Linked DNA regions of Sus scrofa: regions 1, 2, 3, 5 and 6 are each linked to region 4. The links are chromatin contacts, called in public Hi-C and HiChIP or PLAC-seq maps. All regions are on one chromosome and are shown on one strand. Each heading gives the region's core, a stretch centred on a gene start, on an enhancer-like site or on the middle of the called end of the contact. The rest is flanking DNA. Distances are from core to core; before and after follow the strand shown.

Region 1 (3,895 bases), core at 468-2,967, 470 kb before region 4:
AGAGCTAGCTTTGCGTGCCATGGCCTTTTGGCCTTATGCCTGAAGGCTTGTCTGTACTTGATCTCCGGGGTTTGGAATTGCTCTGCGTCTTGGTCACCAAGTCCACCATTTGATCCCCAACTGCCTGGGTATTTTTATAGCTTCTGGCAACTTTGCTTTTGTTCTTTGTCACTGCAGTCCCTCAACTTTTTTTTTTTTTTTTTTGTGGCCACACCTCCGCATGTGGAATCGAACCTGCACCGCAGTTGGGACCTGCACCACAGCTCTGTGGGCAAAGGTGGATCCTTAAACTGCTGTGCCCCAAGGGAACTTCCTCAACTTCTGGAGGGTTAGTTGCTGACGTGTTTCGGAGCTTGGCTATGCTCCTCTTTGCTTCACCTGCCTGGTTTGAGATTCGTTCTTCTACCCAACATCAGATATTAACTTTCGGGAAGCCACTGTTTCATTTGGTCAGCACAACACATGCACAGGTGGTTATAAAATGCAGGCAATAAGATTTAGAGAGTCAGACAGTGTGTTCGGGGTTCCCGCTGGCAGCGCTGGCTTGGAAAGCAGATGGGTTTGCTGGAAAAGGCCACCTTCTCTGCTTCCTGGACTCTCTTGACTGCACCACCTCGTGAATGTTGACTTGCCTCTGACCACCCATCTCCCTTGGCTAAATGGAAGATGATTTAATGCCTCCTTTGCCCGTCCTAACCCAGACCCCTTGCTGCTCCTATTTTGGCAGACATACATGCTTCAGCGACTACCCACCTCTACCTACATTTGTAAATGTTTTATCAACAGGTAGACATCTTAGCAAAATACATTCAGAACACCAGAATTGGTATCAATTCTCTTTTCGACAGTTCATTCAGTAGTAAAATTCAGCTCCTTCTTTTGCCAGTGGAATTGCTGGTGGGGTGGGAGTGGGGGCCTCATGGTAGCAGAATAACTAAAACCCTTCAATCCCTTGCTGGGAACTTGTACAACCTCTCTTAAAAACAAATCCAAAGAAAAATCTATACCACTAAGAATGTTAGAGCTTCAAAATATTGCCAAGCTACCTAGGACAATTATTTCTGTAAATGATTCCATTCATCATAACTTGTTTTACCCTGGATCAAAGGCCTGCTAAAAATAAAAACCCAAGGGGGGAGGTCTTAAGCCAGGGAATCAGCAATACAGTCACCCTCACATCCCCCGGGGGTGGGGTGGGGGTGGTTTGAGTTGCAAAAGACCAAATGTGAAACTTCTATAATAAAAGGTAGCAGCAGAATTGTTATTTTTACTCCACGTTTACATAACTTGAGAATTCTCAGTCTCCAATCTAGGCTGCTAAGCGTGGCTGGGCTTCAAGGAGAGCCTGCCCATGTCAGCATTCTGATGGGGTTGAATCATGTCCCTGGAGGTCCTTTCTCCTTTTCTCAAAGAGCCACTGCTGACCTACTAAGAGGCTGGGGACACAGGCAGGCTCCACAGAAAGCAGGGAACTACTCAGAGCTCTTGGGGGACAGGATCTGTGGAGGTGTACACAGCCCCTCCAGCCCCTGTGCTGGGGTCTAGGCAGCCTCCCAACACCAGCCCCAGCACGTTGGTGCAGCAGTTTGAAAAGTGATCTTGGGGCCCTTTGCTGGGTCAGCAATGCCTCCACGTGGCTGGTGTTGGGGGGCCGCCTAGACCCCAGCACAGGGGCTGGAGGGGCTGTGTACACCTCCTCACACCACCTCTGCCACGAGGACACACAAAGATGAATGGCCAGCCCCAAGGGCAGGGCCGCTCCTCTCTGCGAGCTGCACACAGAGCGCTTTGTGCCCCCACGATTGCAATACTTCCCCTCCGCCCGGGGCCAGCTGGCTTCTCCGGGGCTGCGGAAAGTAACGCTTGTTTCGGAATTGGTTGGAGTTCAATCTCAATTATGTCTGGAAACAACACACGTTCCTTTCCCCCCCTTCTGTATGACTGCAGTGTTAATTTCCAAGTAAATTTGTGCAAGTCGCTTTCAAGTTGAACGAGCCACACAACGTTGACATTTATTGGGCACTGCCTTTGCAGCCTTCCTGGCAGCGCGGCCACGAGGTGTTGCCCCTGCGCCGGGGGCTGGGAGGCTCACTCTTTCCAGCCTTCACGTACCACCCTAGAGCGAGGCTGCAAGAGATTATTTGGACAGGATCACGTTCAAATCTGCCTCTCCTCCACCCACACAAAGCCTAATTTCAACTTTTCCCCCAGTGGTAGAAAGCTGGAGCCCTAGACCAAGTCCAGGAGAGAGAGAGAGCGAAGAGAGATGATATAATTTAATTTGTTTGCCATTAAAAAGTCACTTTTATTATGTGCACGGCTGGCTGCCTCCTTAGACTTTCATTAGGTAGCGTATTCACCAGCAGTAAAAGAAAAGTAATCTGGCTCTGGCATTTTAAGTTCTACCTTTACGGCTTTTTTTTTTTTTTTTTTTTTTAAAGTCAGTATTTCAGCTAATCATGTTTCTGAGGTCCTTCATGTGCTTCCCATACTTTATTTAGACCTTGATCTGATGAAGAAATGAATATTATGCTTAAAAAAAAAAAAAAGATTTTACCGCACACAACAGTTTTCGTGGGGAGGTGCACCTGTTTTCAGTATCTGCACATACTCAGCCGGGGTGTGTTGCTGAGTCTGCCTCTGCAGCTGTTGTTTTGCCATAAAAAAAATACTACTGTTTTCATGTAGGTTTAAGCCCTGTGAACTCTGTAACTTGGACTTAAGGGGAGGCATGATACTCTGTCTGGACTGCTGATAATAGCTCAGATAAAGATCTCACACTGCCCCTCACACAGCAGCATTTATACTAATGGGAGGAAGTCTCGCAAACAATATTCAGTCCTGCAGACAGCAGATGTGGACCATGCAAAATTAATGATTAACTGCGTGCCAGTGTGTTTGTCAGGGAACAGTACTGCTCTTTAAGGGGCTTACATAGTCTACGAAAGAAATTAGCTCATGAGAGGGACTCGTAAGGATAAAAGAAAAAACTTTTAAGTAGAGGCTTGACATATCCTGCTTTTCTCACAGGGCAAAAAGTTAAACATAATGGTCCCCTTTTTATAGTGCGAAGTTCTGACTCTGAAGTTGGGGCAGCTCATCCACTTGTTAAAACAAGACATGAACATTCTTGTTATTCCTTCCAGGGGGAAAGGGATGGTGTGCACTCAAACTGAACTCTAAATGTACCAGAAAAAAGGGAGAAATTATCCAACAATTACCCGAGACATGGGAGACCGTGAAACCAAAAATAATTAGGAAAGTGACAGCAGAGTAGTAAGACTAGGGGTTCACAATTCATTATCCCTTTGGTCTAAACAGTCTTTAAAATACCCAGAGGGCTTTTCTTGTGGCACAGTGGGTTAAGGATCTGGGGTTGTGGCACTGGTTCGATACTGGGCTTGGGAAGTTTCCTGTGCCCCAAGTGGCCAAAAAAAAAAAAAAAAAAGAAAAAGAAAAAGAAAAAAAAAGACCCCCCCCAAATACCTGACTTGTAAAATGCCCAGGAAGTGTCATCAAAGTTCATAGGTAAAAGTAAACTAAGTATTAGTTACGTATTAGCAGTCTTATAATTTATCGGAGGCGTTTTACAAGGAATATAATCTCCCCAAATATCTAATTAAATGAATTTCATAATGATAACTTTTTTTTCATGACTTAAATTCTCTTCCTGAATCTGAATTATAGTTTTGCAGATTAAAAATAATAGGGGTCCAGAAATTACTATGACCAGTATAGATCCTGTCATGTTCCTTTGGCTAAAGAACCCCTGGGGTCCCCGTGCCTCTGCCAGCCCTGCAGCCCCTCCATAACTTGAGCCAGCACATTTTTGCAAAGACAAGATGTAATCCACAGATGAGGAATGACTGTCCCTAGAACTTCGGCTGTAGCACAT
Region 2 (3,837 bases), core at 727-3,226, 360 kb before region 4:
ATCACAGCCCTGCCCCTCAGGCAACAGGCTCCCTAAAGACCCTCAGGCACCCAGCTGCCTCTAATCCCATCCAGAGACTAAGCCCCACCCACCGGAGGGATTAGAATAGGCTCCACCCACCGGTGGGCAGGCATTAGCCCCTCCCATCAGGAAGCCCTACAGCAAGCCCCCATACGACTTCAGCCACAAGGGGGGCAGACACCAGAAGTAAGAAAGGCTAAACTCTATTATCTGTAAAAAGGTCACCACACCAAAAACCTATAAAAATGAAAAGACAGAGAACTATAACTCAGATGAGGGAGAAAGGAAAAACCCAGAAAAACAGCTAAGCCATGAGGAGATTCTCAGCCTCCAGGAGAAGTGATGTATTACCAATGTGGATGAAATCTCCTAGTGCCTCTCCATCTCGGTGTGTCTTTATTGCTCAGAAACAAGCATTTTGTACTTCTTGATTATCATTTTATGAGATACATTTATACCCATTCTTTAAAATTTTTGGTTAATTTTGGCCTTTATACAAGAAGTATCCTATAGAATATATTCTTTGTGACAGTTTTTTCACTCATCTTTGTGATTCTGAAATTCATCCACACTGATGTATGTAGCTGTGAACAATTCTTCACTGCTGCATAATATTCCATTTTTTGGATGACCCACAATAGATTTATCTAGTTTCACAGTCCACAGTATTTAGGTTGTTTTCAGTTTGTTTTCTTTCTTTCTTTCTTTTTTCCCTCATGGCTGTACCTGCAACATATGGAAGTCCCTTAGTCAGGAATTGAATCTACGCTGCAGCTGCAGCAACCCTGGATCCTTTAACTTGCTGCACTGGGCCAGGGATTGAACCTGAACCTCATATGACCTGAGTTTCTGCAGTTGGATTCTTAACCCACTGTGCCACAGTGGAAACTGTTTCCGTTTGTTTTCCATACATCGCTCTTTGTGCACATGTATGAATTCCTGCAAGGTATGAAATTTTCTGCTGTACAGAATTCCACTTTACTACAAATTTATATAGTAGCATAGATCCTTCAAAAACCTGAAATAATTTAGATTTCCATTCACACTGGCCAGCTTGATTTGTTTGCTGTTGTCTTCGAAATGAGATTAAGAAGTTTAGTAAACTCAGAATACAAAAGTGAAGTCTTCTCCAGATCTAGTGACAGAATCAATGGCTATAGCTTCATAGAGTGGGGACTAAGACAGACTAGAAAATTCCAACTCCAAAATCCATTATCCTCTTTTGGTTTTTGAAGAAAGCTTACAAAATAAATGTCTGACAGAGTGGTTGTCCTTCTGTTACCTGTGTTTGTGCGATGTGGCTAGCTTATTGTGGGGGGGTGGTTATATTATGTAATGACGTCACTTTTCTGAGATATAGCATTCTATGTGACAGAGCTACGTTTACTTAAGAGATATAAAGGGAGTCCCCCCCAATTTGATTTCCTGCTCATGAATTAAGTGAGGTTCCAACTTCCCAGCCTCATTCTTCTGATTTAAGATTTAACTTCCCCTTAAAAAGCAACCACAATCTCCCAAAAGTGCATAATAAATAAGCAGATCAATAGTTTAAGCAGAAATGTTCTTAATTCTAGAACCAGAAAGGATTGTGCCCAGGGTTCTCAAGATGGTGATCCTTTGGTGGGAAAAAAATGATGTCCTTGGTGGCACCATCATGACACGGTGACTTTGACAGCCTGTTCTCAGGAGCACGGGTCTACCCAAGCAGGTGACATCACCCCAATGTCAAGTTGGGTCACAGAACCCCCACCCCCCAGTGGGATAAATCTTTCACATTGAAACGGTCTTCCTATAGCCCAGAAGAAGGGTAATGTTTTCCATAATAAGAAAAACAAGTTGTGAAAAATTGGAAAAACAGTCTTGAAGTCATAGTCACAGAGGAAAGAAGTCAGTTCTTGTCACACAGCCGGATGAGGGTTTGGCACACAGCCCCAGTTCCACGGACATTTCTAGCTGCTTTCTTTCGTGACTCAGAGCCTCGACCTAGAATTCACTTGTGTGGGAAAATCCTTCCCAACCTTCCAGGCCTAAAGGGTCAGGGAAAAACAACAACAGCAGCAACCAACGGCTACCATTTTAAGCTGCATGTTTTTAAAAACACTTCTGCAATTTTAAACCACATGATAGTGGAGGAATTTATTTCCCACATAGAAACCTGTGTTGTTCAAAGGAAACGAGGCAGAGTGAAATCAGGTTTTCTTGGCTCCCTTTGTGATTTGCGTCCTAGCTGTGAGTCGTTACTCAATTCCTCGGCTATGCAGGAGCTTGATATCCTGCCTAGGATTCAGAGGACTAGCACACAGCAGTCAGTAGTAAGGCTTTGGTCTCCAAACGCCTGAGTTCATATCCCAGCTCTGTTGCCTTTAGCACGTTCCCAAATCTAGCTGCACCTCAGGTTTTTTTTTTTTTTTTTTTTTAAATATAAAAAATATGAGTGGTCATGCTAGTATTTACCTTGTAGTGTTTTAGTAGACATTAAATAATTTAATATAGCTAAAAATATGAACAGGCTCTTTTTATTTGTATCCGCCTCGACAAATGTTAGTGAGCTTTCTCTTTGCTGGACTCTCTGGCAAGTGCCAGTGACATAAAGATCATGTCGCAGCCAGCGATGTGGTGGGAGACGGGAGATTCCTGAAGAGTAAAAAAATCCATTTGAATTTTATTGGGGGCCATCCTTGTGTCCATATTTCCTGTCTTCATTGAATCTTCAGTCTTCTACAAATAATTTTAAAACATCAGTTTATATTTTCATTTCTACAACTATCCCCTCTGCAACAAGTAAAAAAGAAAACACATCTTCATGATGAGAGTCTTTTACTGTGACATGTCTCACTAGGCTTAACTCAAGGTATCAGCAGGACTGTGTTTCTTGTGGGGCCCCTGAGGGAGGAGGGTCTGGTTTTTGTTTGTTTGTTTTTGCCTTTTCTGGCTTCTGAAGGTTGCCTGCATTCTTTGGCTCATGGCCCCTTGCCCTGTCTGTCTTCAGAGCTGGCAGCTTTATAGCATCTTCCAATCTCTCTCCTATGCTGGCATTCTTGCCTCCCTATTTTAAGGCCCCTGTGGTGACACTGGGCCCATCTGGATAATGAAGGGTATGAGTCCCACCTGAATATTCTTCTTCTTTTTTTTTTTTTGCTTTTTTTAGGCCCTTACCCACGGCATATGGGGGTTCCCAGGCTAGGGGTTGAATAGGAGCTGCAGCTGCTGGCTTACATCATGGCCACGGCAACGCCAGATCCTTCAACCCACTGAGTGAGGCTGGGGTTCGAGCCTGCATCCTCATGGATGCTAGTCAGGTTCGTTACCATGAAGCCATGAAGGAAACTCCCCCATCTCATAATCACATCTGTCATGTCCCTTTTGCCGTGTAAAGTAGCATACATACAAGTTCAGAGGATTAGAATGTAGACATTTTTGCGGGGGACACTGTTTTGCCTACCAGAGACATTTTGACTGGATAATTTCTAAGTTATTTTATCCCCTTCCATGTTTCTGTTACAAAGGAGGTTTGGAGATCTTACTACTGTTCACATTCTTGCTTCCTCATAAAAGTGCAACCTACTTCATACCCAACGACGACCTTGCAGCCTCCTCCCTGCTCCCCCCCATCACATCTTGGTTCTTACATCATCCTGCTTTCATTCTTGCAAAAGCCCATTGATAACCACCCTCGCCTATGTAGGTCCTTGATTCTCTAACATCATTATTAGAAATCAGCCCGGCTTCTGACTTCAAGTCTTTTCTGTTGTTTAAATTATAAGAACTTAGCCTGATCCGCTGTACCTTTCATGTGTTATTCTTTGCTGAAGTTTT
Region 3 (3,432 bases), core at 47-2,546, 430 kb before region 4:
ATCCAATAAAGGGGATTACTGTTTCTCTTCTCATATGGGCTAAAGACCTCCTTATAAAAATTGAAGCCTAAAATCAATTTGTGGCTATTTAAAAAACTGTAGTACTTTGAAGAATGCATCTCTCCCCCTCTGTTTGTTTCCTGGGAGAGCTAGTCTTCTTTGCAGTTACAAATGCCATCAGGATAATACATAGGTACAGCCTTTGCATTGTGGTGTTCAGATAGCTCTGGTGAATTGTTAGCTGATTTATAAGACTGTTGAAAAAAAAGGGAGATGCAAGAATATTTCTCTATCTCTGCTGGTTCAAGTTACACATTCCCATTTCAAAACTGGTGTCATTCATTCTGAACGGTCTCAAACAACCCTAAAGCAGAGGATCCATCTTTGATCTATTTAGCATGGACTATTTGCTTTCCTTATGAGTCTGATTTTTGAGTCAATGCCCTTAAAAGAATAATAATATTTTCTTCAACACTATCTTTAGACCTTTCCCAGTTAGATGCTTTCAAGTATCTTTTTCTTTCCCTTCTGGCTTCTCCCAGCTGTTGAAGCTGTCTTAGGATGCTGCCAACTTCCATGGCCCCCTTGAGAAACCATCTCATAGACGGGTTGGGATGGGGGTTGGAGGCTGGGGGTGGGCAGATAGTTTCCTCCTGAGATAAAGGTGATACGACCCACATCCATGCCTGGGTATCTTTTCCCTCACACGTAGCTGTTAATTCTGCTTTTGAAAGTCAGGTTTTAAAAGAAAGAGAAAAAAAAGAAAAGAAAAGAAAAGAAATGCTCTTGCTGAAGGACTGCGGAGAAGGGAGCAGGAGTGGTTGCTCTGAGCTTTGAAACATGCACGCGTGTGTGTGACACACACACACACACACACACACACACACACACACACGGACAAAAGGATAAGTTGAAAAAGAATGCAGCAACCCCTGCTTGTCTAACAGTCTGGTCAGCCCCACAGATGAGGAAGTGCTGCTTTGTTCCAAGCCAAAGCCTTGTTTTCTTGTTCATTGTCTTTCAGGGTAAAATCCGGGGGTGGGGGGTGGGGCATTCACCTGTCTGATGCAAAGTTAAACTGCTGGCTTTAATGTGACTGCATGGGAACTCGGGTTTATTAATGAATACAACATACCCTCTTTGATTTGAAAGCTTTCACCCCGCTGAAAAGATTCAAAAGGCATCGCTTCCTGCACCAGAGGCATTCCTTTATCCGTCTCAGTGGTTCTCCCCTACCCAGCTGCTATATCTCATTAACAAGCATTTGACCACTGCAGCAGGCCTGGGAGTGTTGACACTTGAAAGGCCCAGGCAGGCGTGGGCAGGCCATCAGCTATGGCAACAGGAAACTGCCCCGGAGACAACACTGAGAAAACAGCAGCTGCAAAAGCCAAAGTCAGAACAGACATAAAGGATTGCCTATCTCCACATCGGGCTGGGGTATCGGTGCGTGCCTGTGGGTCTGAATTCACACGTCTATTTACTCTCTTTATGGGATATAAGGTTCGCTACCGACATGGATCAGACTCTAGACTTGTTGACAACCCAGAATGATTTTTGGACTTGAAGGCTCTTGAATCCTTAGGTTTGAAAAACCTTATTCTCTTCAATAATGTGCCTTCCTATTTATACACATGAGAACATTCACCAGAGGCCTTAAACTTGATATACACACTCACTGGAAGAAGTCGTATGTACAATAAAAATGTGCCTGCCTGAATCCGTGTCCGCTTTTCATGCTACCGTATTATTTTTCAGAAACAAGTCAACCTGTAAAACTGTCCCATAAATATGTAAGATTATTCTGAGCGTCTTTGGTTTAGGAATCAAACTGTGATGGTTTCATGTAGAATATTTAAGAACAAAACAGTCATTTCAGTTGTGTAAAGACAGCTCATAAAATGAAGTGGGATATTCCACATATGTTCTTATTGATTACAGTAATTTTAAATGTCTATTTTAATCAAATTTATTTGCCATTCATTGAAATGTAGGCTATAGAGGACCATGCCCCTACATTGACTGCGAAATGTTATCACTGTATTTATCAGAGGAGCTCAAAGTACAGATGTCAATTAGAGTGTCTCAGGCAGTGGTTGGATGTCTCCAAATCTTGAGTGTCTGTGTTCAAGCTTATAAGTGTATTTTTTGAGGATAGGTAAGCAGTGGTTCAAAATCAGTTTTTCATTCATAAAGAAAATGAAGTCACTTCATGTTAAAGAAAGAAACTAAATGAAAAAAGATGCTAATGTTACAAGTGAGGTTAGTTGACTGCCACTCAAAGAATACTGAATTTTTTTGCTGTCATCCTCTGTACATTAGACTCATAATTATTATACTACCTGTACTAATACTTTTTTCTTTTCAATAATTTAGATTTATTTACATTTGTCTATCACTCATCATAAAACTACGCTGAATGATTCAGGTTGTTACTCTAAAATGGTTAATTAGATAAAATGCATGTAAACTTATTTTAAAATTGTTGCCAATTAACTCCTTTCTTGTCAGAAAATGTCTCTTGAATACACTGAATTTTCCAGTTCTACCTTCTCCACATTTTTTTTTTTTCCTTTCACTTTTCACGTTCCAGAGAAAGAGAAAAATATACCAACCACCCCTGAAAGTTTATGTTCTTGACGATACGGTAGAGATAGAAACTTCCTCCTGAGGGCCATTCAGACATTTCCATTTGGCTTGGTTTTTCCATCACAGTTGTGCTGGGTCACGCTCATGTCTGATGGGCAGGAAGATGCCCAGGCTCTAGAAACAGACGCCTTGGGAGCAGCTTCCCATTCTGCCACCTAACAGCAAGGCAGACCTCGATTAAGTAACTTAAGTTTTTTTATGCCTCACTAAGACTTACTAGTCTGTTAAATAGGGGTGAATTAATAGTCCTTAGTTCATAGGGTATTGAGAGGATTATATGGGTTTGTACACACATAAGCACTTCAACAACGCCTATCACATACTGAGCCTCAGTCGCACACTGAGGACTCAATGCATGTTACCCATTAGTGTTAATATCAACACTTTCCCTACCATCTCATACTCTCCCCCTCTACACTGCTCTATGTTGCCGCAGAGTTTACTGTAGCTTATGTTGTCATATGTGTGTGTTGATTTATTTATTTTATAAAACCCTTCCCATATCTTTCCCCACTCTAAGACACACACATGTAAAATAAGCTCTGTGAAACCATGAGTGTTATGTCTTATCTGCAGTTTATTCTCTTGAGTCTAGTATAGTTTTGACATATCCTAACGACTCAATAGATTTGTTGAATCTTGAATACTGAACAAATGAATTTGTAGATCTAAGCTCAGAGGCAAAAGGAAGCGAGAATGGGTTTTAATAAATTAACTGCATAATGGTAAAATGCCTGATGTGTATAGTTCTAGGGCCAGGTCGAATACTATTTTAATGAATAC
Region 4 (3,446 bases), core at 216-2,715:
TCAGGTTAGTTTTGGAAATGCTCCAAGAGTGTGTTCATTCTCCTTTGCCTTTGTTGGGGACTCAGGTGGAAACAGATGGGAAGTACTGGAGAGTCTCCGCACCTCAGTTTTCCCATTGGTCAGAAGAGGATGGTTGTCAGAGTGATATGAGATAATGGATTTTAATGACACAATGATGGTAGTTAGTGCCTCAATTTTAAGGAATGTTTGTTGAATCAGTTTGTGACTTAGGACTTAGAGCTAAGTAGACCCCTGGCCCAGAATCTGAACTTCGACCTTGGACCTCAGTATCTCTAAGTGCTTCCTAAGGCCACGAGGGCTAGTAGACTCAACAGAGATAGAACTAGAATCCTACTGCCTGCTAATTTATTTTTGCTGAATTCTTCCGAAATTAGTATGTGTTAACTTTTACTTGACATGCTTTAGCAAAAAGACATAGTAAACATTTTCTAATAATGATTGAAACATTCTTCATGTATGGAGTTACATTGTTTTTTTTTAAAGCAGCTTGTATCATTCTGTATTATATTAAAATGTGCAACATTGTTATTCTGGATTATTTTCTATACTCTAATGTATAAAATTGTGCCTTAAGAAATTCAATGTGATACTTTTAATTTCTTAATTTAAAAAACCAGACTACAATTGTATTGTTTTAACAAGAGAATAAACATTTGTAATACTTATCTATATAGTTAAATTAGGCCAGAAATTGACATTTGTGCAATTTCTCCCCCTTGGAAGCAGCAGGTATATAAAATTATTATACATTGTGTTTACGCTGCATATACATAAAATTGACGAGAGACCTGAAAGTAAAGCAAGCTCTTTGGAACCTAGACTGGATTGCCAAGCTGAGTACCCCTGCAAAACAAACTCTCTTTGTCTGAACCTGTGAAAGGTACCAAAAGAGAGTGAGAACCAGTTTTACTTTTTTTTTTTAACTTTTTTTCTGTTTTTGTAGGAGAACCAGCAGTGGAAGAAAAGATCACTTCCTCTGTCGACCCTTTATGGGTTTCGGATTCTGTAAACTCTGCCATGTAACTTGATCCCAACGCTAATGAAATCCTGTTAGACTCTCCCTGCCCTCCTTCCCGCTTCCATCTTTCGGAGGGTCTCACCTTTTAAAACCTCGCTTTGGATTTGCAGACCTGTGTAATCCTCCTGCCATTGTTTGGCTTTTTACCCGGGCACTTTTCACCTACATCCTCTCTGCCCTCATTTGGCAGTCGGTTGGGCTTCTTCCTGCCTTGAATACCGCATTCCCGAGTTATTCAAGCTCAGTCATTAGCACCCTGTCCCCCTACGAAAATTATGAATGAAAAGCCTTGTTGTTCTTTACAAATAACTCAGGCTTCCTCAGTCAGTCAAATGCGAATGGAAGTGACTGCCGGACAAAGGGGCGGGATGATGGACAGTCCTCACAGCGAGTCATCAATGCGCACAGGAAGTTTTTCAAGCCACAGTCTAGGTGGAGAGGGCTGGGCGTTCCCGGAGGACGTGCCTACAGAAGGGGCGGCGGGGGGTGGGGTGCGTGCTCTTTGTGTGCGTTGGGATCTTACCGAAAAAACAAACGCGAGCACCAGAGAGAGCAATGCAGGCAGCCCCTCTTGCCCACGCCAGAACTTAAAACTCCGTCCGTGGAGACATCCACCTTGCAGGCACTCTGGTTGGCGCTGACACACACAGACAAAAGCGAAGGCACCGACCCTTTACTGGGTTTTGAATGCTGAACGGGGCCAAGAGTGGGTTACGGACTGGGAGCTGCAGGGCGTCCCGCTGGGAAGTTGCATTGTCCTGGGCCCCTTTTTCACAACAGGGGAAAAGGTAATTGACAGCCCGATTGTTTGGTCGGGACCCCTGCTGTTTTAAAATCCTGGAAGGCCCCAGTCACACGTTGTCAATAATAGCCGTTGGAGGTGCGGAGTGAAGGACTGTTCAGGAAACAGTTTGAGCCCTTCAAGTGGACAGGCCTCAGTGACTTTTCTTGCACTCTGGCTGCCACAAGCAGCTCATTCAAAAATAACCTTCAAGTAATAAATCAAACTTGTTTCCTGAACTATACAAGGAACAGCTGGTTATTTTTCCTCACTTTTTTTTTTTTTTTTTTCAAAGAAAGGGGGAAAAAAAAGAGAGGAGATTTTTTACTACAGGAAATCAAGCATGTCAAAATTTGGCAAAGCAATTTGGATGATTTAGCAGCTAAACACTTCTCTTTTTAATGTTATGCTTTCATCGGTCTTTTGATTTCAGCTTTTCATTTTTGCATTCTGTTTGCTGCAGTGACTGTCCCTTGTCTGTGCTCTCCTCCCCTTTGAAAGGAAAACGGGTTTAGTGGCGTGTCATTAGAAGAGCTTTGGTGTAATTTCTCATGTCTTGGTGCAGGGGCTCAGCTTATTACACAGCTAAAGTGTGTTCTCTTCCACAGAGAGAGTTTAGATTTAGACCTATAGCTCCATGTATCTGCTCCTCGTGAGAGCTATATATTTTGGCATTCTGATGACAAGGCAGTTTTTCTTCAGTCTGCTGATTTAGGAACCCCAAGCTAGTGCATGTGTCATAACTGAAGTAGTCTGGTATTTTAAAGAAGTTTATTTTGGGCTTTTGGGTTTTTTTTTAAATGCCTTTTTTTGCGCCTGTCTTTGTGTTCTCTTTGTGTGTGTCTTTTCCTCCTTGAATATTCTGGAAAAATCTGCCAACCTCTGATTGACCTTACCAATAATTAAAAATATAAGTATAAATAAATAACACAAAACAATTCCCTTCTATGATGATGGCTGTTGATTTTTATAGATGCTTGGTATTTCAAACAGAAATCCATTCTAAATGAAAATTGTTTTGCGATCTCTCAGTGTGTACCTTAGAGATTAGCTTTTCACAACTTGTGGACACTTAGAATTTTAAAAAATCTGTATTTGAAGGTCTGTCAGATTTTAATGAAGGTCTCTTTCAATCAATTTAAGTATAATTAAACAGTAATGTTAAGATTAGATATTAAGATTAGGTAAAACATCTTTTTTGTTACAGGATATTTTGACGACTCTATAGTCAATGAAAAAAGATGTTGATTATAATTTAGCATTATATGAGAAGTTATAAATTATGCTTTGGGATTTTAGTTGTATATGTACAATAAATTTATTTTTCTCCTTTATTTTGTTGACAAGATTATTCATTTGTAATAAAGCACTTGTAATGAAAGGTATGTTTATAGGAGGATAATAATGAAATTTAATTTATAGTAGAATTAGATCACTGTGGGCTTCTTTTCTATTTCTGTTCTTTTCTTTTCCTATTTCTTTTCCTTTGTAGTTGCAGTAAATGACAATGCCATAATAGCACAAAGAAACCCATCTTCGTGCTACACGATTAAACTTACACACTTTGTACATATACAGATATCTCCCCTGATACAAGTGTGAGTTCAGCAGTGGGTGTGGTTTCTA
Region 5 (3,338 bases), core at 534-3,033, 430 kb after region 4:
AAACATAGGCAGTTGTAATTCTGAGGAGAAAATGGTAGAGCAGTATGACAGCCTTTTGCAAAATGTCCCTGCTTTCCCATTTTTCTTCTTCCATCTCTCTATTTTTCATAATCTCTTTTTTCTTCTTTCTCTCTATTTCTTGCTTTCTCTTTTTCTATCCTCTAAGTTGTCTGTCCTTTAGTGTATGTATGTGTATGTGTGTATATATGAATATATTTATTTTAACCAGCAATGCAACTTTTTCCAAGGTCATAGCTACCAGCATCTGGTATTCTTCATAAAAGTGGGATCAGTAAAAAATATTTGCATGGAAAGGAAGAGCAGCGATTCCCCAGGCTCTGTGCAACAGCTGACGCTTCTTCCACCTGGTGTTGAGCAAGATCCCTAGGGGGCAATGACAGGAAAGAGACCCGCAGTGCAAACTCCTAGATGCTTTAAGATCTGTCACTTTAGGGCCAAGCCTTCTCACACCTGGGTGATGAATGGACTTTCCATTTACAATTAGATAAGAAAGAAACTTTGTCATGTATTATTTTCAGGAGGAGAAGTTGGGGGGATGTTTTAATAGCTGGAAAAGAGGATAAATTAGTTTCAGAATGGGCCGTTGCACCTGACATTGCTGTGTTTTCAGATTAAAATGAGGTTTATTTTTGCCAAGGAGCAGTACTCCTAGAGTCTCACTTTGTTTAGTATTTTTTTAAAATTTAATATCACATTATAGGTATTAAAAGTACATTTCACTTTGCTAAAAAAGTACATTTCACTTTGCATATTAATGACTAATAAGACATTTTAAAGAACCTCCCTCTTCTGTGTTTCTAGAGAAGAGATTTATGTGAAGTAGGTATCTGTCTGGATTTAGATACAGGACAGGCTTGATCTGTTGTGTTTACCCAACACAATGAACAGAGATGCTTACTGGGACATGAGCAACTGAAATAGCAAATACGATTAGATCAGAATGAGAGAAAGTCTCCAGATTGAAAAATAAATCAGTATCATATGGTATTGGGTGACTTATTCTTAAAATTATACTTACAATGCTATGATTTGTTTGCGGGCCCTATTTATCCACCATGTAACTATACTACCCATTTATTTCTTTGTGTGTGTGTGTTCTGATCCCTGAGAGAGGTTTTAGGATTGTCACCAATACATATATTTATACACACACACACACACACACATATGTATGTGGCTGTTTTGTGCATATGCATTTGCCTTAGAAATTAGGTCTAACTAAGATTTCCACTAATCATGAGTAAAATAGAAAGTACTTAAGTCATTTGTATAGACTTAATTTTCAGGCCATTCCCATTACATTATAGAGAACAACAGAAGAAAGAAAGAGATTTTTCATAGAACTAAGCAGAATAAGGCTCTCTACTTGGAAATACACAGGGAGTCTTTTCAGTTTGAGGCCACAAAACCAGTGCAGAAGAAAGGCTACGGTTGAGGGGAAGGGTCAATGGCAATGCGTGCCAGCAGCGTCAACATGGAGAAAGAGTTTGTATGAAAACATCCAATACGGCTGCTGTCACAATGACCTGAGATGAAACCAGTGATGATAATGCAAAGAACCAGAGATAGGAGGGGTCACTTGTGTGAGGCAGCAAGAAAAAGCCAGCTCTGACTCCTCACTCGTGATTGTCTCGTGTTATAAATCCCCAGGTTTTCAACCTCCTTTTGTGAGACACTCTTTATGCATGAAAAGAAGTCTCTCTATCGTAATAACCTGAGTAACATCATCGTCTTAATTGGCTGGTGCATCTTGTCTTGAGCCTCAGTGCTGAATTTCTATCACTGTCATAAGCAACAGTCTGGGATGAAGACAAAATGCCATTTGAGATGCTGTATTTTTCAACCGGTATTTTGGATGTGGAATATACTTTTTAAAAGTAGTGGATATTTTAAATATTTTTAGGGACCGATACATACATGTTTACCACAAGAAGGGAGAGGAGACTTGTTCTTCAGTCAATGACATACGTGGTCAAGGCTTAATAGTACTCAGGAATGAGTTATGTGACTCACCGGTTATATGACTCACTGGTAGCATAACCTTGAGAAATTACTTTGTCTTACAAGCCTTCGTTTCCATACCTTTCTTGTTTCCTATCTAGTGGGGTTTTATTGTGAAAATTCAAATAAATAATATGAGTGGCCCTTAAATCTACGGTAGGATTGGCTGTTTTTATACAATCTATCCTTTTATTAAAGTTCTAAAATCATTATTTCTGGTTCCATCCAAGAGGATTTAGATAATGGGGATGCCAGAAAGACTTCATTAGAGTATCACTGCTCTGAATTCCTGTTATAACCCTAAGGACATTGATTATAGGAAAATCTACTTTACCCCATTTATTTGAGGAATAAGTAAACATCTATTGTGTTCTAGGAATATTATTTCCAAGCAATGATTGGATAAAGGCAGATTGATTTTTGCTTTTGTTTTATGATCATTATTCCATTTGGGTAGAAGCTATAAAGAACATCATTAGCAAAAAACAACCAACCTGTTTTTCAGATGAGTCTAAGCGCATCAAAAATATAGTTCGGCAAATGAATATATGATTGTACAGATTAGATCTTGCCAACAATTGTAAGTGCTCACAGGGGTTAGTAAGTTGGCCCTGTCTCTGTTATAGCTTATAGAGTTCTCTGGACTGGCAACAGCCTCCTGTAGTCAATTATACATTCACGATTAAGAATGAAAATTACAATTCTTTTCTAAAACAGAGACCACAGCATACCTAGAAAATAAACTATAGAGCCCAAATGAGGTTCACTGTTTTAATGAATGCTAGCAAAGTGCTATGAGTAGGAAATTCAAATTGATTAGATATGTGCTAAAAATGTTTCTAGCAAAAAAGAAAAAAAGTTTGCTAGAAACTACCATACCTTTCATTTCAGAGTGAGTGACTTACTGCGCTATGTTGTAAATTATACGTGCCTCTCTTTGTCATTTATAGCATGAATTATTCTACTTGAGTTCAGAAATGAATGGAGGCTAACTGGATACATAATTGCTATTGCTTCAAAAAATACTATTCAATAAAGTTTTGTGAATTATATTTAAATGAGTCAGTCAGTTTGGGAGTGAAGTTCCTATGCATTTGTAAAATTAAACTATGCATGAACAGTTGAAAATTGTATGCGCTTTTATTAAACGGCTCAACTGTTGAGGTAACCTCCCAATAACTGTCTCATACCCCTTCTCCAAGGAAACCCATCATTTAAGAAAGCCTAGAAAGAGAGGGATAGCCTCTGGGTAGCTCTGTATAGGAGTAGAATTAATTCTGCCAAATGAAATTAGGTAAGGAATTCCTAAAACAAGG
Region 6 (3,503 bases), core at 800-3,299, 330 kb after region 4:
AGTGCTAATGTTATGTTGTAATCATATTGCAAATATACGTGTGCAGAATCAACACCTTGTACCCCTTATACTCAGTGTTATATGTCAATTATATTTTAATAAAACTGAAAAGATAAAAAAGAGAAGCAAAAAATAAATATGGAGTCTTCTTAGTCCTTCACTTAGAAGTCTCAAATGACTTCCCTTGCCTTTTAGAATAAATGTTGAAGTTTAACATGGCTTAGAAACTCTGGAAGGTTGTATTTCTGCATACTTCCTTTTAAACTACTCTCTACTAGTTCTTCAGTTCCCCACTCTTGTTCTTACACCAAGATACTTCTTTCTGCCTGTGTTCTTGGGCTTCCTCTGTATCCCTAGCATGCATTACTCTTCTTTCAGGTAACTTTCAATGACACCTTTTTACTAGCTCTTCAGAATAACTGTCTCATCGTTATATACAATTTTCATTGCAACTTGTGCACTCCCTTTTTGATATTGATACCACTTGGATTAGTGGCTCTGTGTGTGCCTTCATAGTGCACTTTAAGAATTCAGGAACCTCTTTTTTCTTCTCACAGCTATGTATCCAGATCTGTCACAGAGTAGGGATCAATGCGTATTGTTGCTGATTTAATATCTTTACTATTTCAGGTGTGGGTGACTTGGACTACAAAATGATTACTGAATAGAAATAAGGAACTCCAAGGAAGAGCCGTTTTCTCTGAAATAAGATAAAAACCATGTTTTTATGCTCAATTTTAATTTTGATAGGCCTTTTAGGTGTACATATTGAGAGACAATTAGAATTATGCAGCTAAAAAGCAAAAAAAAAAAGACAACAGGTTAATACCAAACTGACAATAGGTTACAGGGACTTTTATATTGGTAAGAGATAAAGCTCATTGCAGAGATACAAAATTTCTAAAGTGTGAGAATCCACTCTGAGAAACTATGGGAATTAATGAGGTTGCTCAGAGAAAAGACAGCAATAAAGCCAAGGACTTAACTTAAAAAATGGCTACATTTTGGTAAGAGAACGAATATTAATAGCAAGTAAAGAACATGGGAAAGAAGAAGAGATGAGGTTTATATAAAGTTGCAGAAATCAGAGAAGGATGTGGGTAAGTGACAGTAAGAGATACAAGAGCGTTTGAGACTGGAGACTGAAGAAATTGCACTGGGCGAGCATACATTCATTCAACAGTGCTTTTAAGGACAGTTTAAATAGGGGAAAAGTTATATTGAAGAGTTTTAAGAAGTATTTGGACAAGGTAGGTAGGGTAACAATTTTCTCAAGGATACTGGTCAAAAGTTAGGGCATGGGGTTTTAGCTTAAAACGAAGATAGTCTTTTATTTTTCTTTTAAAGAAAAAGAACTTGACCGATGAACTGGATTGAGTTAAAGAATTAAGAAAAAAGAGAGATAATTGAGCAACTAACTTAATAGGAAAGGCATGGAGACAATTATTTACCCTTTTCATCATCATCTTTATCCTCATTATCATCATAAATATTAGGATAGATAGGCTCAGAATGCAGGTTAAGAGTTTCGGCTTTTAAAATAATAATAATAGCTGCAATTTGTTAAATGTTTACTATCTGCCAAAAGTCTGTTAATCATCCTTTACCTCCTTATGAAGTAGAAATTATTATCTCCACTTTAGAGACGATGACATTGACAGTGTGAAACTGAAAAGTTTTTTTGTCAATGTCTTACCATGTCAACATAGAGTATCTAACTTGGTCTGTCTGACTTCAAACCCAAAGCACTCCACCAGAACATGATGCTTCCCTGCAAAGGACACTGTTCCTCAAGTCAGTGCAAAAGCAACGAGGGAGAGAGGTGCAGATTTTTTAAGTAGAAGAGGAGAGCAATGGTGTAAACTTAGGTTGGGATGGTTTCAATTTTCTCAGTAGGAGGTGAGGTTATGTGCAAAGAGGGAGGGAGGAGGGCTGGGATTAGGGACTTGAGCAGAGCGGAAATATTTGGAACAGCTGCGGTGAGGAATGCACCAGGGAGTCAACAAGTGGTAAATAAAAGAACTGCTGAGATACAACGAGAGCCCAGCTGGGGTCAGTTGACTCGGTCACTATTGTTTAGCGACTTGCTTTGGTCTATGAACATGGGAAGAGGCATTGGGCAATAGGGGTTACTGAAATGTGGGCATTGGTAAAGTGGAACTAACAGAAGAATAAAGAAGAGGCAGACTTAGGCAGGTTGTGAGTGCATTATGGACCTGATTAATTTTGTGGGTTTTGGCAGAGTGCAGAGGAAGGGTGTGGCTCACAGCCAAGAAGAGGAGTGAATAGATTAGCTGCTAGAGAGCATGATGAAGATGGAGACAGAAGACCAGATGACATGAAGTGGAAGGATAGAAGTCTGACTGTGGTTTAATGATAATAAAATAATGTTTTAAAAAATGACCGCTACCATTGCATGATTGCTCATCTTGGGCTAAAACAGATATCTGTTTCCATGTTGAATTCTCACACTAACACCATCCATCACTTGCATTATTTTCTCCACTTTATATATGAAGAAAAAGATAAATTAGGTAGCTTGGAGAGGATTTTAATCCTCCTGCTAATGGAAGAGAAGAGATTTGGGGACAGACTCTTGGGCAGCAGAGCCCATGACCTTTTCCAAGGTGCACACTGACTACCATGGGGGCTGCGGTGCCTTTTTGTAACCTATATATTTACTTGGTTTAATTTACTATGGCTCAATAATTTCAATTATTTGGGATCCATTACTAAAAACAGATACAGATTTGCTTATACGTAATTCTCATGAAATCATCCACGTGTACTACTTTATATATTTCATGTCCTATGAAAACGGGCTGGGGAAGGTACACACCTGTTAATTGTTACTAACACCCTTAGACATGTTTTATGGGTCAGGCTGCAGTGCTCTAGAAGAGTTTTAGCTCTTGCAGCTGGACGAAGCTGCACATTTTGAATGCCTGAAATTTGACCTAAATGGTGTTGACATTACAGTGACTGTGAGTGATGGAAAAGGAAACAAAAATCTTGGATTTTTTTCCTCTACGGAGACCTCTTCTCCACAAATTAATAACAACAACAGACTCAGAAAATATCTCTTGAACTAGAGACTGCAGCCAGCAGTACAGCTGCATATTTCCAAGAGGCCCACAGAGACCACTGCCTTTTCGTGTAAATCCTTCCAGTCGTAAAAGTCCCCTTGTTTTGTTAGTGTCTACTCTGCTTTTTATTTTATTTTCAAATTTAATTTCATTATTTTTTCTTTCATTTTATTTTGAAGTTTCAGTGTTAGTGGAAAACATCTCCAATACATGACATGGGTCACTTTAGAAACCTCAAGCTTATCACGCTGTGCCTTAAAATAAATAGAAAGTGGTAAATACAACTGAATGCAACGCATGTATATTGACAAGTCCTTTAATGAGTAAAGTATTGGGTTCCTAGAGAGATTTCAAGGTGATTGAAGTATGGTCTCCGTTCTCATAAATGATATGGTTTAGGAAGATGGATAGACACCA

The links. A called contact is a pair of places that touch in the nucleus more often than the background predicts. HiChIP or PLAC-seq counts read pairs in DNA pulled down with a chosen protein or histone mark.
Region 1: a contact with region 4 is called in an H3K27ac HiChIP or PLAC-seq map of skeletal muscle. The contact joins two enhancer-like sites. A contact is called at or near these places in 2 of 5 promoter capture datasets (fetal liver and fetal skeletal muscle), 1 of 47 Hi-C or Micro-C datasets (embryonic fibroblasts) and 1 of 2 datasets of contacts at active chromatin or transcription factors (skeletal muscle).
Region 2: a contact with region 4 is called in a Hi-C map of embryonic fibroblasts, with 2.2 times the contacts expected there. The contact joins two enhancer-like sites. A contact is called at or near these places in 1 of 47 Hi-C or Micro-C datasets (embryonic fibroblasts) and 1 of 2 datasets of contacts at active chromatin or transcription factors (skeletal muscle).
Region 3: a contact with region 4 is called in a Hi-C map of epiblast stem cells, with 3 times the contacts expected there. The contact joins two enhancer-like sites. A contact is called at or near these places in 3 of 5 promoter capture datasets (fetal liver, fetal skeletal muscle and liver), 14 of 47 Hi-C or Micro-C datasets (brain, embryonic fibroblasts, epiblast stem cells and 8 more) and 1 of 2 datasets of contacts at active chromatin or transcription factors (skeletal muscle).
Region 5: a Hi-C map of embryonic fibroblasts shows a contact between it and region 4, with 4 times the contacts expected there. The contact joins two enhancer-like sites. A contact is called at or near these places in 7 of 47 Hi-C or Micro-C datasets (adipose tissue, brain, embryonic fibroblasts and 3 more) and 1 of 2 datasets of contacts at active chromatin or transcription factors (skeletal muscle).
Region 6: an H3K27ac HiChIP or PLAC-seq map of skeletal muscle shows a contact between it and region 4, with 5 times the contacts expected there. The contact joins two enhancer-like sites. A contact is called at or near these places in 2 of 47 Hi-C or Micro-C datasets (epiblast stem cells and fetal skeletal muscle) and 1 of 2 datasets of contacts at active chromatin or transcription factors (skeletal muscle).

What each region holds. Positions count from the first base shown.
Region 1 is chr11:51,700,939-51,704,833 of Sscrofa11.1, forward strand. No RefSeq gene overlaps it. Among named protein-coding and RNA genes, the nearest start is that of NDFIP2, 210 kb to the left of the region's middle. Within about 2 kb of position 1,718, at least 25 of the 83 cell types and tissues checked have an H3K27ac peak or open chromatin away from gene starts, as enhancers often do. A contact at or near this core is called in embryonic fibroblasts, fetal skeletal muscle and skeletal muscle, where this site is marked.
Region 2 is chr11:51,811,780-51,815,616 of Sscrofa11.1, forward strand. No RefSeq gene overlaps it. Among named protein-coding and RNA genes, the nearest start is that of NDFIP2, 320 kb to the left of the region's middle. Within about 2 kb of position 1,977, at least 13 of the 83 cell types and tissues checked have an H3K27ac peak or open chromatin away from gene starts, as enhancers often do. A contact at or near this core is called in embryonic fibroblasts and skeletal muscle, where this site is marked.
Region 3 is chr11:51,746,100-51,749,531 of Sscrofa11.1, forward strand. No RefSeq gene overlaps it. Among named protein-coding and RNA genes, the nearest start is that of NDFIP2, 250 kb to the left of the region's middle. Within about 2 kb of position 1,297, at least 27 of the 83 cell types and tissues checked have an H3K27ac peak or open chromatin away from gene starts, as enhancers often do. A contact at or near this core is called in epiblast stem cells, fetal skeletal muscle and skeletal muscle, where this site is marked.
Region 4 is chr11:52,172,241-52,175,686 of Sscrofa11.1, forward strand. No RefSeq gene overlaps it. Among named protein-coding and RNA genes, the nearest start is that of SPRY2, 15 kb to the left of the region's middle. Within about 2 kb of position 1,466, at least 67 of the 83 cell types and tissues checked have an H3K27ac peak or open chromatin away from gene starts, as enhancers often do. A contact at or near this core is called in embryonic fibroblasts, epiblast stem cells, fetal skeletal muscle and 1 more, where this site is marked.
Region 5 is chr11:52,599,763-52,603,100 of Sscrofa11.1, forward strand. All of the region lies in intron 2 of LOC110255835 (a long non-coding RNA gene), which reads right to left. Among named protein-coding and RNA genes, the nearest start is that of SPRY2, 440 kb to the left of the region's middle. Within about 2 kb of position 1,784, at least 4 of the 83 cell types and tissues checked have an H3K27ac peak or open chromatin away from gene starts, as enhancers often do. A contact at or near this core is called in embryonic fibroblasts, where this site is marked.
Region 6 is chr11:52,503,077-52,506,579 of Sscrofa11.1, forward strand. The region is part of intron 2 of LOC110255835 (a long non-coding RNA gene); the gene reads right to left. Among named protein-coding and RNA genes, the nearest start is that of SPRY2, 350 kb to the left of the region's middle. Within about 2 kb of position 2,050, at least 11 of the 83 cell types and tissues checked have an H3K27ac peak or open chromatin away from gene starts, as enhancers often do. A contact at or near this core is called in fetal skeletal muscle and skeletal muscle, where this site is marked.